2 separate regions of the Oryctolagus cuniculus genome follow, and region 2 is linked to region 1. The links are chromatin contacts, called in public Micro-C maps. All regions are on one chromosome and are shown on one strand. Each heading gives the region's core, a stretch centred on a gene start, on an enhancer-like site or on the middle of the called end of the contact. The rest is flanking DNA. Distances are from core to core; before and after follow the strand shown.

Region 1 (7,938 bases), core at 1,448-3,947:
CATTGCTTTTACCCTGGCTCCTGTTCAAGTCTGTGCGTGTTTATATTCGGAGCTTTCTTCTTGGACATGTGTGAACATGGAAGGCGATAAGCTCACAGGGCAGCCTCAGTCCTTTAGTTCTTCCTATCTCGGGAAAAATAATTAAGAACAGGATGATCATCATGTATGTTTTGAGAAAAATCAACAGTCTAATACGTTTTAAGTCATTTTCTTGGAAGAAAGCCATCTGGTTTGGGGTATAGAACAAAAATACCCTCTAAGAATTTAAAGATGGTTGCATGGATTTGTGTTTCTTCAATGCATGACTGGCAGATATCATAATCACATGGCTCATGAATATGTAGCTTTGCAAATTATGAATGCGGGTTCATGGGCATGGAAGTTATTATTTCTTTAAAAAAACTTCTAAAAGACAACATTGAGTCATGATATATGTTAATGGAAAACATGTTTCAGGTCCCATTTCACATCACGTGGCTATGGAGGAAATAGGCAAGTCCTCCCAGGAATTGAGTAAAGAGAACGTGTTATTTTCCTCTTTCAGAATATAGGGTTCAGTCCTCATTTGGGAGGTAAATATTTCAATGCTTGTTCCAGTAGGTTTGTTTTCGCTGGATTTTGAGTGCACAGAATATATCAAAGCATAATCTCCTTAATGCTCTAAGTGGGGGCTGTTAGGAACTCTAGGCCAGTTTGCAGGCCCTACTTCAACATAAGCCTGCGTTTTAGAGAAATGCCTGTTCTCCTTTATCATCTGTCTTTCTCCCCTGTCCCTACTCTCCCCGCACAGAATCAGGCTTACCAGTTCTTGCCGTGGCAGATGTTTCTGAATTATCAGTATGTTTTTCTTTGCTTTATTTGTTTTCCTTGTTTTGCTCTATTTTCCTAGGCAGGCAGTTCCAAAAAGAGATTTGTTTGTGCAGGAGTTAGGAAAAGGGAAGGGGAATCGTGAAAGCTGGAGGTGGAGCAGGACAGAGAGGAGCTGATCCTCATTGTGCAGATGTTGAACTTGCATGAATGTCAAAGTCATGGCCATGTGTGAAGCTGGGTATGTGAGTGAGAGCATCCCCCAGGGCCCGTAACCTGAATAACAGGCACTCATCCAGCTGATAAGTTGGGCTCCACATGGACCACAGCTGAAGTGTGTGTGTGTGTGTGTGTGTGTGTGTGTGTGTGATTCCTGGAACAGATTTTCCTCTAAGGTCTCAGCAGGCTTTTCTTTATCATTGGGGAGCTAGGACTTCTATTTCACAAGGCCCAATTTCTTTATTTTCCAATGTGCAAAAAGATGACTCTATCCATGAGCTGGCTTTTCGCTCTCCCTCTTGGCTTCGTGTCCACCTTTGCAGAGGAGAAGATTCTTGTTTATTCTCCAAGCGATCTCATTCAAGCTTTCTATAGATTATTTGGAGTTTACATCACGCTCATTCCTGTGTCCTGAGCTATGTTCCTCAAGCGTGCACTGGAATCTCAGTGGCGGTAGGATTATAATGTAGTTTCCTGGACCCTACATATCCACTGCACTACCCTGGAATCTGCATTGTAACAACTTAAATGCACTGTCTGTGATGCAGTGGTCTGAGCATCACACTTTGGGAAGCACTGGACTTGAGGCACAACATGTATCAAAGCATTCGACATTGGTTTGTGTTCTGAGACCAGACCAAAAAGATGGATGGGTGGGTGGGTGGATGGGTATTATCAGTTCAGAAGTAGATTTGTTCCTCAGGGTCATTTTGGAGGAAGAGCTAGGGCAGTGCTGTGCAATAGAAATAGAATGTGAACCATATATATCATTCTAAGCCTTCTGTTACCACATTTTAAAAAGTAAAAGAAATGAAATTGATTTTAATGAGATCTTACTTAACCCACTGTACCTGAAATAATATCACTTAAATATAGGTATAACCAATTAATTAAAAAAACCTATTCAGATGTTTTGCTTTTTCTTGTACTACATCTTCCAACTCTGGTATACATTTTATAGTCACGACACAGGCCAGTTTGCATAGCAGCCTTTCAGATGCCGTATGGCCAGTGGCTGCCGCACTGAAAAGCGAAGATAGCAGCCCTGAGCCCTGACAGATACGTGATTGACCCTGCGACTTCTTCCACTTCTCCGCTACTCCTGTAAATGACCTCAAAATCCTCCTTAACACAGAACTTCAGGCAGGCTCTGCCAATTATAATTAGACTTCCAGGTTTATTCCGTTCATTAAGCAAATGAGTGTCTTTTTTGTATCAGACACTGTACGAAGTACGTGGGATGAGCAAAGCAGATGACGATGTTAGGTGGAGGAGCTTGCCTTCTAGTGCATGGAGCACAATAAATACACCACAGGCTACTCGAGAGGGTGGCGAGCACTATGGACATACAGCGTGAGGTGGGGTGAGGGGAGCTGGTGGCTGGGCTGTCATTTTCAGCAGAGCCTCTTAGGAAGGCTATATTTGGGTAGACTCCACGAGAGTGAGGAGCAACTGGAGATGAGACTTAGCAGCCACTCGTGGTCTCTTGCTGTGGGAACTGTTCCTCTGGGAACATTCTTTGTGGGAGAGAGGTCGAGGAGGTGGGAGACTGGGGAAAGGCCTGGATGAGGCCTAGAGTGGCACTGCCCCTCCCCCAACTGACGACCAACCAGTTAGAGGCACAGAGCTAGGCTGTGATGCAGCCACCAGGCCCTGAGTCAGCCGCCGTGCGGAGATAAGTGCTAAACCAGCGGCGCTCACTTCCAGGAAAGGGCCATGGCCTTGAGCGAGGGCCTGATCAGGCTTGGGAGCCCAGCCCTGAGGCTTCCCTGGATCCGCTCAGGACTCAGGAGTTACAGCTCCAACACAGGTGTGGAAACAAAGCGCTGCTTGCCTCCTGTGCTTTTTTCATGCACTTTTGGACGAGGTTGTTGAATCGGATCCAGAAAAAATAATAAACTTGGCTCTCGTTGCCTTAGCCGTAAGTTCTTGTAATAAAACTCCCAGCACTGGCAGATAGAGTAATGTCCTGCTCTTTAAAAAAAAAAAAAAAAAATCTGGTAGCATAACCAGGATCTCAAATACAAATGGCGTGTGTGCTTCAAGTGGGAGGAGCATCGAGGAGGGGACGTGGCTCGGGCTGCTGCCCCGCTGCCCGGAGTTTGTGGGGCGTAGGAGGCTCCATGGGTGCCCCTTCAGCAGCTCCTTGCTGAGGATCAGGCTACTTGGTGCTCCTTCCCACAGGAAGACGTCTGTCCTGTCAGGGGACGGCAGAGGACTGGCTTCTAATTAGCGTGCGGGAGGAAAGTTCCGTGGCTTGTAGGGGGAGATGTGGAGCTCCTAGATAGGCTTCAGTAATTAGTTTTTCGGTAGAGTTATTAGGTGAAAAAATCCAATCACGAGCTTTAAATCCTGGCCGAAAGCTCATTTCCTGGGCAGTGAGAGAAGCAGTGGGGGATTGGGTAAGGGGAGTGAAGAATGCAGGCCTCTCCTTTCCTGGAAGGAGCAGCTCTGCGCTTCCCTGCAGCCAGCAGGTGTCGGGTCCCTGCTTTGTACCCAGCACTTGTGCCGGAAGAACGAGTTGCTTCTTAGGCCCTGGAGGTGCTGGTCCTGGTGGAGTGGCGGGTCATGTGAGTGGGGGGAGGGACTGGAGGCATGTGCAGGATGCATTGGGGCAGCTGCATGCTGAGGAGGGTGGGCAACCTGGGGGACTTCCTGGAGAAGGTGACACTTGTGGGAAGCTAAGGAGCAGTATGGAGCAGTGCAGACAGGAGAGCAGACCCAGGAGTATGTCTGCCTGGTGTGTTCTGCAATGGGAGTGGTCCCACGAGGTGAGTCCTGGGTCCATGAGTGGGTGATGTGCAGCGAGGGCTTGTGCCACGTGGAAGGTGTACAGATTCTGTTTTGCATCATCCTGGCTATACTTCTCAGAAAGCCTGCCCAGGTGACAGCGTGGAGGAGGGACAAGAGGGGTCAGGATTGCCAGCGGGGAGGGTCTGAGGTTTCTGGACAATGTTGGAGACATTAGGGCCACAAATGGGATAGTAGCTTGGCAAGAACTCGCGGAGGAGGTGGGGTGGAGCAATAAATAGCCTTGGCAGTTTCTGCCATTTCATCCAAATTGAAGGTCCCTGGTCTTGACCTTTTTCTCCCCTCCCCTTCCCACCCTCCCCTTTCCTCCTCCTCTTCCTCCTCCTCCTTCTCCTCCTCCTCCTTCTCCTCCTCCTCACCTCTCCTCTTTTCTTTTCTTTCTTATGTGAGGGATGGACTCGAGTACCTGGGGTGGGGAGGAGGGGCTGGGGCCTCCTCTGCCCACAGCTCCTGAAACCTTTGGCATCTCTGCCATGATCAGTGGGTTACTCTTTACTTGCCAGATCACTGCTGAGTGGGGGCTCCTGCACAGGCTCTGGATGGACTGGTCCCTGGGTAACCAACTGTCCGACTGAGGGCTAGAGCTTTCGGCACATCCTCCCACCGGGGAGGGAAATGGAGCTGGAGTTGACCCAATCACCAGTGGCTGCCAATTTCACCAATGGTGTCTACCTGCTCTTCAGCCGCCATAGGCTTGCAGAACTTGTGGCTGAGTGAAGCGTGGAGGTGCTGGGAGGGTGGTGCTCCTGGAGAGCCCATGGAAGCCCCAAGCCTGTGCCCCTGTGGCTGGTGCTATGCACCTCTTCCATCTGGCTCTGCCTCAGATGTCCCCTCTGGCACACACAGGTGGATGTTGGTAGAGTGTTCCCTTGAGGTCTGTGAGCCACGCTAGCCAACCGCTGAAGCTGAGGAAGTGGGTCGTGGGGACCTCTGATTGTAGCCAGTCTATATCCTGGACATGCAGCTGGTGTCTGGAATAAGGACCGCCTGTGGTCCTGAGTGAGCCCTCAGCCTATGGGCTCTGATGTTGTCTCCAGGTGCAGTAGGTGGCTAGGGTCAGAATTCAATTGAAAGGTGGGACACTAATGGGTGTCTGCAGAGTTGGAGAATTGGTTGGTGTGAGAAGAACACACAGCAGAAGAGAACCATTGTGGGGGGTGAGCCTAGAGAATAGGAGGGGCCATTTTTCCCATATGCACATGTAGTTTCCATGTAATGATTACAGCCCTTTCTCATATTGGAAGAATTTTATTTACGCTCTAGTTTGATGTGGTTTGCTATCGTTATTTCCTGTGTTCTACTGTAGACTTTTTTCTTTAAAAATTTATTTATTTACTTGAAAGGCAGAGTGAGAGAGAGAGAGATCTTCATCTACTGGTTCACTCCCCAGCTGGCAGCATCATCCAGGGCTTGTCCAGACTGAAGCCAGGGGCCCAGAGCTCCATCCCGGTCTCCCATGTGGGTGCAGGGGCCCACGCACTTGGGCCATCCAGTGACTTCTCAAGTGCATTAGCAGGCAGTGGATCAGAAGCAGAGAAGCTGAGACTCCAGTGGTGCTCTGATAGCTCTGATGTGGGATGCTGGCGGCATCACAGGTGGCAGATTAACGCCGTTGCCCCACACGCTAGCTCCAGTCTTTAACTTCTCTGACTTTCTGCCTAACAGTACTTAAAAGCACAGTACTCCTTCCCTCTCGCAGTTTCTTCTCTTTGCCATCACATGCATTTATTTATTTTGCTCCTCTGGATTCCCTTCTAGACTGTAAGCTCCATGCGGGCAGGGAGTTCTATTTGCCACATTTTCTACTTTGTGTCCTGATCTAAAATGGTGCTTGGCACAGAGCAGGCAGGTACTCAGTAGATGTCTGTTGAATGTATGAAGCATAGATGAGATGACAGCGGAGTTCAGCTCATCATACAAAAGCTGCTGTGGTCTGAGGCCTTGCTCAGTGAGATTCGTCACAGGGATTTGGCTCGTGTGATTATGGAAGCTGGCAAATCCAAAGCCCGCAGGTCTGATGTCCCAGTTCCAGCATGAGGGCCAGCAGGCAGGAGAATTCTCGCTTCCTTAGGGGAGGGCCAGCCTCTGCCTCTACACAGGCCTCCGACCAGTTGGATGAGCCAACACAGCATTGGGAGGGGGCGTCTGCTTTGTTCAGTCCGCTGATATAATGTGACTCTTCTCCAAAAAGTCCTTACAAAAATGCCCACAATAATGTTTGGCCAACTACCTGGGCACCCTGGAGCCCAGTCAAGTTGACACATAAAATTAACCCTCAGAGTATGTTTGTTAGACTACACCCAGAAGTCCTGGGGCTGACCCAGCACCACATTTCAGACTAAACTGGTGAAGCTCTGAGTAAGGTGGTGTCTGGGGAGCAGCCAAAGAAGCAAACGTGGGGTCGAGGCTATGGCACCTTCTGTAGTTGAAGGGAAGAGGAAAGAATTCTCTTTGGTCTGGCACACACACCTCAGGCATTGGGTAGAAGGCGAATCTTACTGATTAGAAAGTTAGCAAGGTCCTCTTTCTGGCAGGGTCCAAGCCAGGCCAGCTGTGAGAAGTCCCATGGTCTCACCTTGCCCAGGGCCGAGTGTCTGGCCTCGAGCAGGTCGCCAGTCTCTCTCTCTCGGAGGCTTCCTCCTCTGTCCTGTGGAAGTTGTGGCAGCCTGCCTCCCGGGTCCTGAGGAGCCGGTCACACCTGGACAATACCATCGGAAACTCAGCTCTGTCCCAGGGCCGACAGAGCTGGCAGCAGGAGCGGCGTGCTGACCAAGCCCTTGCTGAAGCAGAAAATTTCCACTGACCTGCAGTCAGGACACCTCACGGCCCCTGGCAGCTCTGCTTTCTTCCTACTGGAATGTGTCTGAGGAGCGGCAGGAGCTCTGGTTCCAAATTCCTGGACCTTGAGTGTGTGGCGCTGGTTGCTGCTGCCTAGGGGTAGGGGAGACGGGCATGGAGGCATCGGCGGGAGGTGCCCCTTCTCGAAGAATTGGCTCCAGCGTGGTGGTCTGCCTTCTACTGACCTCGGGACACATTCCCAGGTCACTCCTGATGTCTTCCCTTATTTCCACTGATGTCTTCTTCTTTTATGATTTTATTTATTTATTTGAGAGGTAGAGTTACAGACAGCGAGAGGGAGAAACAGGGAGGAAGGTTTCCATCTGCTGGTTCACTCCCCAAAATGGCCACAGTGGCTAGAGCTAGGCTGATCCAAAGCCAGGAACCAGGAGCTTCTTCCATGTCATCCACATGGGTACAGGGGCCCAAGGACTTGGGCCATCTTCCACTGCTTTCTCAGGTCACAGCAGAGAGCTGGATGGGAAGAGGAGCAGCCGGGACTAGAACCGGCGCTCATATGGGATGCCAGCGCCGCAGACAGAGGATTAACCTGCACCACGGCGCCAGCCCCAACACTGATGCCTTCTTGCTTCTGGCAGACAGCATGGGATACGTCCTCCTTTCACCCTGGAGATAGGTCCCCTTAGCATGTGGTGCTTAAAGCCCCGTATTTTATTTTCTGGCTGTGCCATGAATGAGAACGCAGAGACGGAGCATCCGGGGCCACTTGGCTTCTCATCCGACCATGTGGGCCGTGCCAGGGGCTGTCGTGGGTTTTTTTCCTCCCCACCTCTAGGGACAGGCTTGATAAAAGTATCTTTGTAGTACTTTTCTGTGAAAAGCTTGTCACAGGACTGAAGCCAGTGGAGCAGATAAACATTGTTTGAGGTTCAGCGCTGACGAGAAGCTAAGCTGTCCAAGAGTTACACATAGGAGGACACGGCTGCTGTGTGGCAGGAACAGGGCTCGGGAGCTTGTCATGTGCAGGCGGCATCAGAACAAAGTCAGGGCGACATTGGGAAGCTGTCATTCCCACCCTGGATAACACGTCATGGTGCCTACCGCACGGGGGCCATGCAGCCAGTGTGCTTGTTGGGAAATAGTACCCCTGCCGCTGCCCGCCCCAACTCATTAATGACTGATTCTGGGCCTCCCAAGCCAAGGCAAGCCCAACGGGCCCTCTTACTCTTTATTAAGTAGTGAAGAGCGGGCCTGATTTCCATCATGGAACAGGCTGTCAGTTCGGGGATTCAAACTAGGGCT
Region 2 (7,938 bases), core at 1,595-4,094, 220 kb after region 1:
CCCCTCTGGACTTAAGTCTCTCGTTCATGTCCTGGGTGTGTAACTTTGTGACATCGTTGGATTCTGATAGGCAGTCCAGGGCCCAGGGTGCTCCTTTCTCAGGTGGACAAGTCCTGGTGGATGTATCTGCTGAGAAATAATCCCTCAAGGGGCCAGGACCAGAGGAACGAGATTCTGTGTTGGGTACTGGGGAAGGACAAAGACAGTAAGACACATAAGGTTCTTCTGACACAAAAGCTTTAAGGGGTTGAGACACAGAGACACACACAGTGCCAGACACTCACACAAGGCAGCAATAAATGAGAACTGTCTGTTGGACAAGGATGGTCATAGCCACATCTCTGAAATCCAACCTAATCCCACTTATCTCCTGTCTCCAGCCGGAGATGCCTTCTCCTCCAGACACCTGTATCTGTTGAGACAAATGCATTCCTCCAATCACAAAGGTTTGAAATATTAGAGTTACTTTTCATCCTCATCTTCCCCTCAACCCCACATCTGGTCCTGTTGATCTGATTCTTAAATTCTACCCATCCTGTCCAAAGACACCAGAGTCATATTCGTAACAGACAGTTCTTACAACACTGAGAACAAAATCCTTCTAAGTCCTCCAGAGAGCTGCAGAACACCATTTGTAGAGAAACCCAAATGTCTTTGCTTTCCATTGTGGTCCCTTGTGATCCAGACCCATTCTTGCTCCCTCTTGCAAGTCCTGCTCCTCTCCTACAGGAATGTACTCACCAAGTTCTCTATTTTTTCCTATTTTGATGCTTTGACATCTGGAGCCTTGCTGAGCATGGAGGAGCTCTGCCTCTCAGGATTAGCCAGTTCCTAGTGACTGTAAACAACTAGCCCTTGAGCGAACTCTTGGAAGGCAAACCAACCAATTCAGAGCCCACCCTCCAAACACCTCCTCTAGCCAGGCCTCACCCTCGGGGCTCCTGGTCCCCTGCCCAATCACCCCAGCACCCCAGGGCCAGTTACCAAACAAGAAGGGGTCGCCCCTATGCCCTGGGTGGACTGAAATTACTCAAAGTAGCTAAACTGCAACCGGCTGACCCTGCCGCGCTCCTTCCTCCCCACGGAGAGCACCATAAGGGCCCCTGCCTGTGTCTCTTCCTGCTCCTCCTGCCTGCTTCATGGCTCCGGTGCTCACCCACCTGGCCCCTGTGCTGATGCCTCCTTCCCAAGGGACCCGGGAGTGCAACAAACTGTCTTCAATAACCATCTTCTCCGAATCTGCTGGCTTTGCAGGGCATAAGTAATAATAAAACCTGTATTTTGTAAAAGAGGAACCCCATGCTCCAGCAGAATTTCTTGTTTCCCAAAAAGGCGCTTGCTTTTCTTCACCGGAGTCGGGAGTCACTGCCCGTCCTCAGAAGGAGCTTCCTTTGGCCATTTCTGAGTCCACCCCTCCTTCAGCTCACTCTCTGCAGCATTGTTCCGAATCCCTGGTGATAATACATATTTTTTTTTTTTTGACAGGCAGAGTGGACAGTGAGAGAGAGAGAGAGAGACAGAGAGAAAGGTCTTCCTTTGCCGTTGGTTCACCCTCCAATGGCCGCCACGGCCGCGCACCGCGCTGATCCGAAGCCAGGAGCCAGGTGCTTCTCCTGGTCTCCCATGGGGTGCAGGGCCCAGGCACTTGGGCCATCCTCCACTGCACTCCTGGGCCACAGCAGAGAGCTGGCCTGGAAGAGCGACAACCGGGACAGAATCCGGCGCCCTGACCGGGACTAGAACCCGGTGTGCTGGCGCCGCAAGGCAGAGGATTAGCCTATTGAGCCATGGCGCCAGGATAATACATATTTAAACACAGGAGTCAGAGTGGTTCGTGACTGTCCTATATCACACAGCACAGTAAAGGCAGTGTCAGATCCCAAAGCCCTGCGGGCTTCTTTATCCCCTTCTTAACCACTGCACTTGCCGGGGCCTCTAGGTGTGTGCAACAGAAACAGACCTTGGTCAACCTGGGCACAAAAGGGATTTCCCAGAAGGATGCTGCAGCAGCTCATGGAACCGAAAGAGGAGCGCAAGGACCAGGCCACAGGTGCCGTGGGAACAAAGAGAGCCCCAGTGATAATCTTTAAATCTTCTCTCAAGATCCCAGTCTTTAATAGCTCACACCTACTTCCTTAAAGTTTCAACTACCTGGGAGAGTCAATTGAGTGGCCCAGCCTGTTGGATATAACCTCTGGCCCCAGCAGCTATGGCAGGATGTGTCTGGGAGGTAGGGGGAGCCATACAACACTGATGTGATCACTGGGGAACCATTCCTGTGGATTAGTTTCCCGAAGAAACTGGAAATGTTGAGAGCTGAGCTTACACCCCAACTTGAGTCTCCTGCAGGCATCATTCTAATGTATTAAATACTAAGTCTTCCAAATAAAACTGGCCAGCAGGAGGGTTGGACAAAAATCAGCTCCAAAGCAAAACAAATTTTATAGTTCAATAGTTATCGAACGCTGCGTGCCACGTACTATGCTAGATAGACACTGGGCGAGGAAGCAGATGAGGTCAGGATGTGAAAATTAATCAGCCCTGGCAACCACTCAAGGCTAAGATAGGCATACAAATCATGACGATGCAGGGCAGGATAATGGAAGTGATCCTCCCAAAGAGGTACGAAGTGCAGAGAGGCCCTAAAATTTATATCCAGAAAGCGAAAGTCCAGATTTCCCTTCCTACGGCAACCGCATCATATGCTGGAAAAACTATACGTGATTCCATGTGGAAAGAAACACAATGTTCATATTTCCACCTCCTGCAGCCCAGCTGCCAACTCAAACATCTGGCACCCCTTAAGTGTGCAATTAGGGAAGAACTGGTTGTGGGGATTCCTGCACCACTGCTACGCCCCACTTGGATGGACTGTGCAAGCACAGCATCTGGGAAGGAACAAAGAAACTGCCTGAGCAGTCTGACCATACTCCTACGAAGATTTCAGATGTTGGTTCTGTCAGAGAGAACCTTCTGGAAGTCTGCGAGCGCAGCCAGGAGGAAGCACTCTAGAATTCTCGGGGATAGGGTTAAGGATAGAGTTCTTGGCTGATAACATTGCTATACAAGGAGAGTTTGCTGCAACATTTCATAACTCAAGAGCTGCAGGCCTAAGGCCATGCTGTTGCAACATATTTGGATCCATCTCACATCATGGTAATGAGAGGGTGAGAAGAATTCAAACATCTTGGTCTCCCCGGAATGAGCAAAACAACGCTGCTAAATTTATTGAGAACACAAGGTGCACATGAGCTTAGGACCTGTTGTGGGGGGGGGGGGGTAGGAGAAGGCATTGCTCTCTTCCCTTACTACCCAGGGGTTAGCAGGGGTACAGGAGGCACAGAGCCTGATGGGATGTGAGACAGAGAAGGCTGGCAAAGCAGAGAAGGCAAGGAAGGGAAGGAGGGAGGAGAGCAGACACATAAATGTGCAGGTGCAGGGGGAGAGGGCAGGGAGGGCTCCTGGAGCTGTTGCATGCTGTTTTCCCGGTTGAAGTTGGGGACAGTGAGTCAAACAGAACTAGTCTCACCCTCAGCAGCAGGGAGTGGGTGAGACCATCAGTTAAGCGACACAGACAAGGAGCCATCAACCAACCTTTCTGCAGCCCCCCTCCCCCCTGCATCAGGCACTGCTGCGTTTTCTTTGACTTGTGGACTTAGAAGCTCCAGCATTTGCCCTTGGAAAGACTCACACAGAGAATCAGGTGTCTCCTTGCCCTCAATCCGTCAGCTTCATCTGTAGAACTTAGCTTTCTCGCAGTCTGGTGTTCCCATCACTGCTGGGTCAAGGAGCTTGAACTCTTGTGCTTACAGGGTGAGTTCACATGTCTACACGGGTGGGATGCCCTCAACCTTGAAGGCTATAGCCAGTATTGAGAGAGCCAGGGCGGGTGGAGGGGTGAAAGAGGACTTTGCTAGGCCCTCACAGTCGCTGTGGGCAACAGCCCTCTCGCATTGGTCTCCAAACAAGGTTGTATGAGGTTGATTCCTACAAACTTGCTGATTTGCTAGGTCAAAAACAGTTGAATATCACTAATGCCAAGTAGCCCAAATTAATACTCATACACAAACCCATAACCTCTGTGTTAATGTTGGTAGTTTGTTAAATGAGAGGGTTTAAAAACCATTTTCGTAAATCTGTTTGTCATCTTAATGTTTAAAAAATAATAATCTATTGGGATTGGATTGGATTGGAAGTGGCCAGCGCCCCTCTTGGCTGACAGATGGCAGGACCTCCCTGTTCCCAGAGACCCTCAGAGGCCTCATGTGAGCACTGTTTGCTACTTGAGACCCACAGCACATCCTCCCATGTTCTTCTTGTGTTCAAATCTGAGTCTTTTTCTGAATGTTACAGCCCAGCCTCACTTCTCTTCCCTACCTGTCTAAATCCACACAGGCTGCATATTTTTGTGAGACTATCTGCTCACCAGATGGCTGCTCATAACCATCTCTCCCAACCCTCTGGAGCCTCCCCAGACTCTCACTCTGCAAACCATGTTTAACTTCCTACAGAGTACGACATTAATTCTAAATTCGCTCGTTGAAAATCAAGCCATCATTAAACGTATTTAATACAACTGCTATCAAAATCACACCTGATTCTGAACACAGGTGCGACTGTAGCAAAGAACGGTCCCTGTCACCATTTCTTCTCCTCTGTGTCACCGACCTCCTCAAAAAACAATTGACTTTATTTTATTTATACTGTGTACATTTGTGTAGTTTAACTGTGTGCTCATTTTCCAACATATATTTATTGAGGCCTGATTATGGGCCAGGCACTGGAGATACAATGGTGCATGAATTAAAATGATTTTGTTGTCATGGAACTCATAATCTAGTGGGCGTATCGACAAGAAGGATTGACCATGTATAGTGTTTTAAGGGCCGAAGCAGTGTTGATTGGAGGCTATAGTGTGCTATAAGAACAGTCATTCCTTACCAAAAGGTTTTGGGTGTTTAATTGTCCTAAGCATTGTCCTAGGTGCCAGTATAAGACATGATAAATAAGCAAGCTGGAAGGGCTGTTTGAGGAGGCATTTTGGGGGGTGAACTTCATTCAATTTATTTAAAAGGCAGAGTTAGACACACACACACACACACACACACACACACAGTTTCTCCACCCACTGGTTCACTCCCCAAATGGCTACAAAGGCTGGGGCTGGGCCAGGCTGAAGCCAGGAGCCTGGAACTCCATCTTGGTCCCCCTTGTGGGTGGCAGGGGCCCAAATACTTGAGTCATCTTCCATTACTTTCCCAGGCACATTAGCAGGGAACTGGATCAGAAGCAGTGCAGCCGGGATATGTGATAATATGGGATGCCCAATCTGCTGTGCCACAACACTGGCCCCAGGGAGGCAACACTTGCGCAGATGTTGGAAGCAGGATGAGGTCAAAGGGCAGGGAAGGCTGTGGCATCCTGAACTCAGAATGACAGGGCACGGGAGTCCTCCTGACACTGATGCCCAACCTGAGATCTGAAGGATGAAGAGAAATTAGCCAGAGGAAGGAGGCTGGGGTTTGGTGGAAAAGTGTTCTAGGGGGAAGAAACAGGATATGCAAAAACCCAGAGGAGTGGGAACAGCACATCCGAGACATTTGTAGCTGGAAAAGACAAGGAGGTGACCACTAGCTCAAGAAAAACTGTAAGCCGTGTCAAGAGTCATTCGTGTTTGTGCACCCTCGCTCTTTTGCTAGTCTTACTGACAGATCCGCCCGAACACGACAGAGCAGCTCCCTCCCAGAACATGGCACAGGAATTCCTGCCATCTGGTGGACAGAGAGGGCATCACAACGTCCTCTGGATAGGTAATCAGCATTGTATAGCTTCAGACACACAACATTCCAGATTATGGCAATTTTTCACTCCAGGATGTAAAAGCCCTGGTGTGCTGAAGTCATTTTAGGGAAAAAGTAAGAATGTTCTCGGGGCCGGTGCTGTGACAGCATAGCTGGTAAAGCCACTGCCTGTAGTACCGGCATCCCATACAAGTGCCGGTCTGAGTCCCAGCTGCTCCACCTCTGATCCAGCTTCCTGCTTTTCCACTGGAAAAGCACTGGAATGTGGCTCTGGAAGAAGCTCCTGGTTCCTGGCTTTGGATGGGCCCAGCTCTTGCCATTGCAGCCATTTGGGGAGCAAACCAGTGAATGGAAGCATTCCTTCTCTCTCTCTAACTCTGCCTTTCAAATAAATACATACATTCTTTTAAAAAAATGTTCTCAAACAATGCTCCCCATATAGACAGCAAAAGGAATAGGTGGGGACTGAGATGGAGGATGGGGGAGAAAGAACCTTGTACTTAATGAGCTTGCTCTCATGTATTTCTGGGAACAGTGAGGAAGGCCCCAAGCCCCACTTAGCAGCTGAGGATACTTAGACTTAGGGTACAGGGAAGAACCAGCCTCGCCTGACTCCTTTATGTTATGCTGCCTCCAGTAAAGGTTTGTTTTTTAACCAACAAAGGGTCAAGAGGCATTAAAATGTTTCCCAGTTGTGACAGCAGAACTTCTAAATGTGAGACCTCAGTGAAAATACCTCAGTCCCCATTCAGTGTTCAAGACGTTGGAAGTATCTCTGTTTCACTCACTAATGTATCAGCTGGTGTCCAGAGCGAAGACAGTCTCAGATGTGACATATGTTTTAATACGACATACTTTCAAAGCAACAAAACTGGAATGCATTTCTAACAATTTCATATTTCCAGTTGACAGAGACATTCTCAGAAATGCAATTTGGATGAAGAACTGTTGGAATTCTCCAAACTCATCAACATTTTTGGAATTGACTGTCGCTTTTGGATTGAAGGTGCCTCAGAAAAATCTGATAAATAGGGTCTTATATGTATGAAAATAAGTCATAATAATAGCATAACCAAGCATGTACACTACGCTTTCCCTTAGTACTTTATACGTACTTACAAGTTGATTTTGTTGATTGTTATGGTGCTTGGCACACAAATACGAGCTAAAAACATGACAATAGAGAATTAAGAAATTTTTGCTCACTTGCCTCTTATACAAGGATGTGAAGGGTTATTACAGATAAAATGTCCACCAGCTGTTTTCTGTCTCCAGTCAACACAATGGTGACAGAGCAAGGAATGGAAATTGCAACTGAGATGGATGAGATGGGGGTGGGAGAGCTGAAAAGTCTTAGGATCAGTCACCAAGGGAAAACAACATAATCCTTCAGATGTTTTAAGAATTAAGGGCTTTGTCCTTAGGCCGGTATTATTCTAGTGGGGTTTGGAAATACCTCACGGTGTAAAACTCCTAGTTAACCCCAAAGTTTTAAATGAACATCCAGGTCTCTTAACTGGTGGTAAAGAAATGTAGGGGGACATAAAATAGTCTCTACCAACAAGAAGTCTGAAATGATCAGGGAGATGATCAATTGGACTGGAGTCATCGGGGAAAGCTTTGTAGAGGAAGGAGTGGGATGTCTGAGGCTTGGTAAGAGTGAACACATTTGGGACTCAGATTGGAGCAAGGCATTCCAGTTAACAGCAACTACCAAGTCCAAAGACCTCTTTGGAGCCACTCTGAACCTAAGGCATGGATGGCATCGGAATTCTGCCTTCATTCAAACTGCATGGGGAATGAGAGGAGTCTACTGAGAAGAGGTAAGTTATGTAGGAGGAATGGGGCATTTCACTTTCCTTACCATTCGGTGTCACTCCCAAATTGTTTCAAACTGAGGAAAATAGGCACCCTTGTGAAAAAAGGTTTGGCACAGCAATTAAGACACCACTTGGGATGCCCACCTCCCGTACTGGAGTGCCTGGCCTGAGTCCTGGCTCCTCTGCTTCTGATCTGGCTTCCTGCTAATGCACACCCTGCAAGGCACAGATGATGGCTCAAGTACTTAGGTCTCTGTGACCCAGGTGGAAGGCCTGGATTGAGTTCTGGGCTCCTGGCCTCAGCCTGGCCCAGCCCT

The links. A called contact is a pair of places that touch in the nucleus more often than the background predicts.
Region 2: a contact with region 1 is called in a Micro-C map of ear pinna, with 4 times the contacts expected there. The contact joins two enhancer-like sites. A contact is called at or near these places in 2 of 6 Hi-C or Micro-C datasets (ear pinna and psoas muscle).

What each region holds. Positions count from the first base shown.
Region 1 is chr7:78,863,179-78,871,116 of mOryCun1.1, forward strand. All of the region lies in intron 4 of TGFBR3 (transforming growth factor beta receptor 3), which reads left to right. Among named protein-coding and RNA genes, the nearest start is that of TGFBR3, 160 kb to the left of the region's middle. Within about 2 kb of position 2,698, at least 4 of the 8 cell types and tissues checked have an H3K27ac peak or open chromatin away from gene starts, as enhancers often do. A contact at or near this core is called in ear pinna, where this site is marked.
Region 2 is chr7:79,079,782-79,087,719 of mOryCun1.1, forward strand. It overlaps LOC138850606 (a long non-coding RNA gene), which reads left to right. Exons shown (of 3, transcript XR_011390581.1): 2 at 6,707-7,624. Among named protein-coding and RNA genes, the nearest start is that of CDC7, 37 kb to the right of the region's middle. Within about 2 kb of position 2,845, at least 1 of the 8 cell types and tissues checked has an H3K27ac peak or open chromatin away from gene starts, as enhancers often do. A contact at or near this core is called in ear pinna, where this site is marked.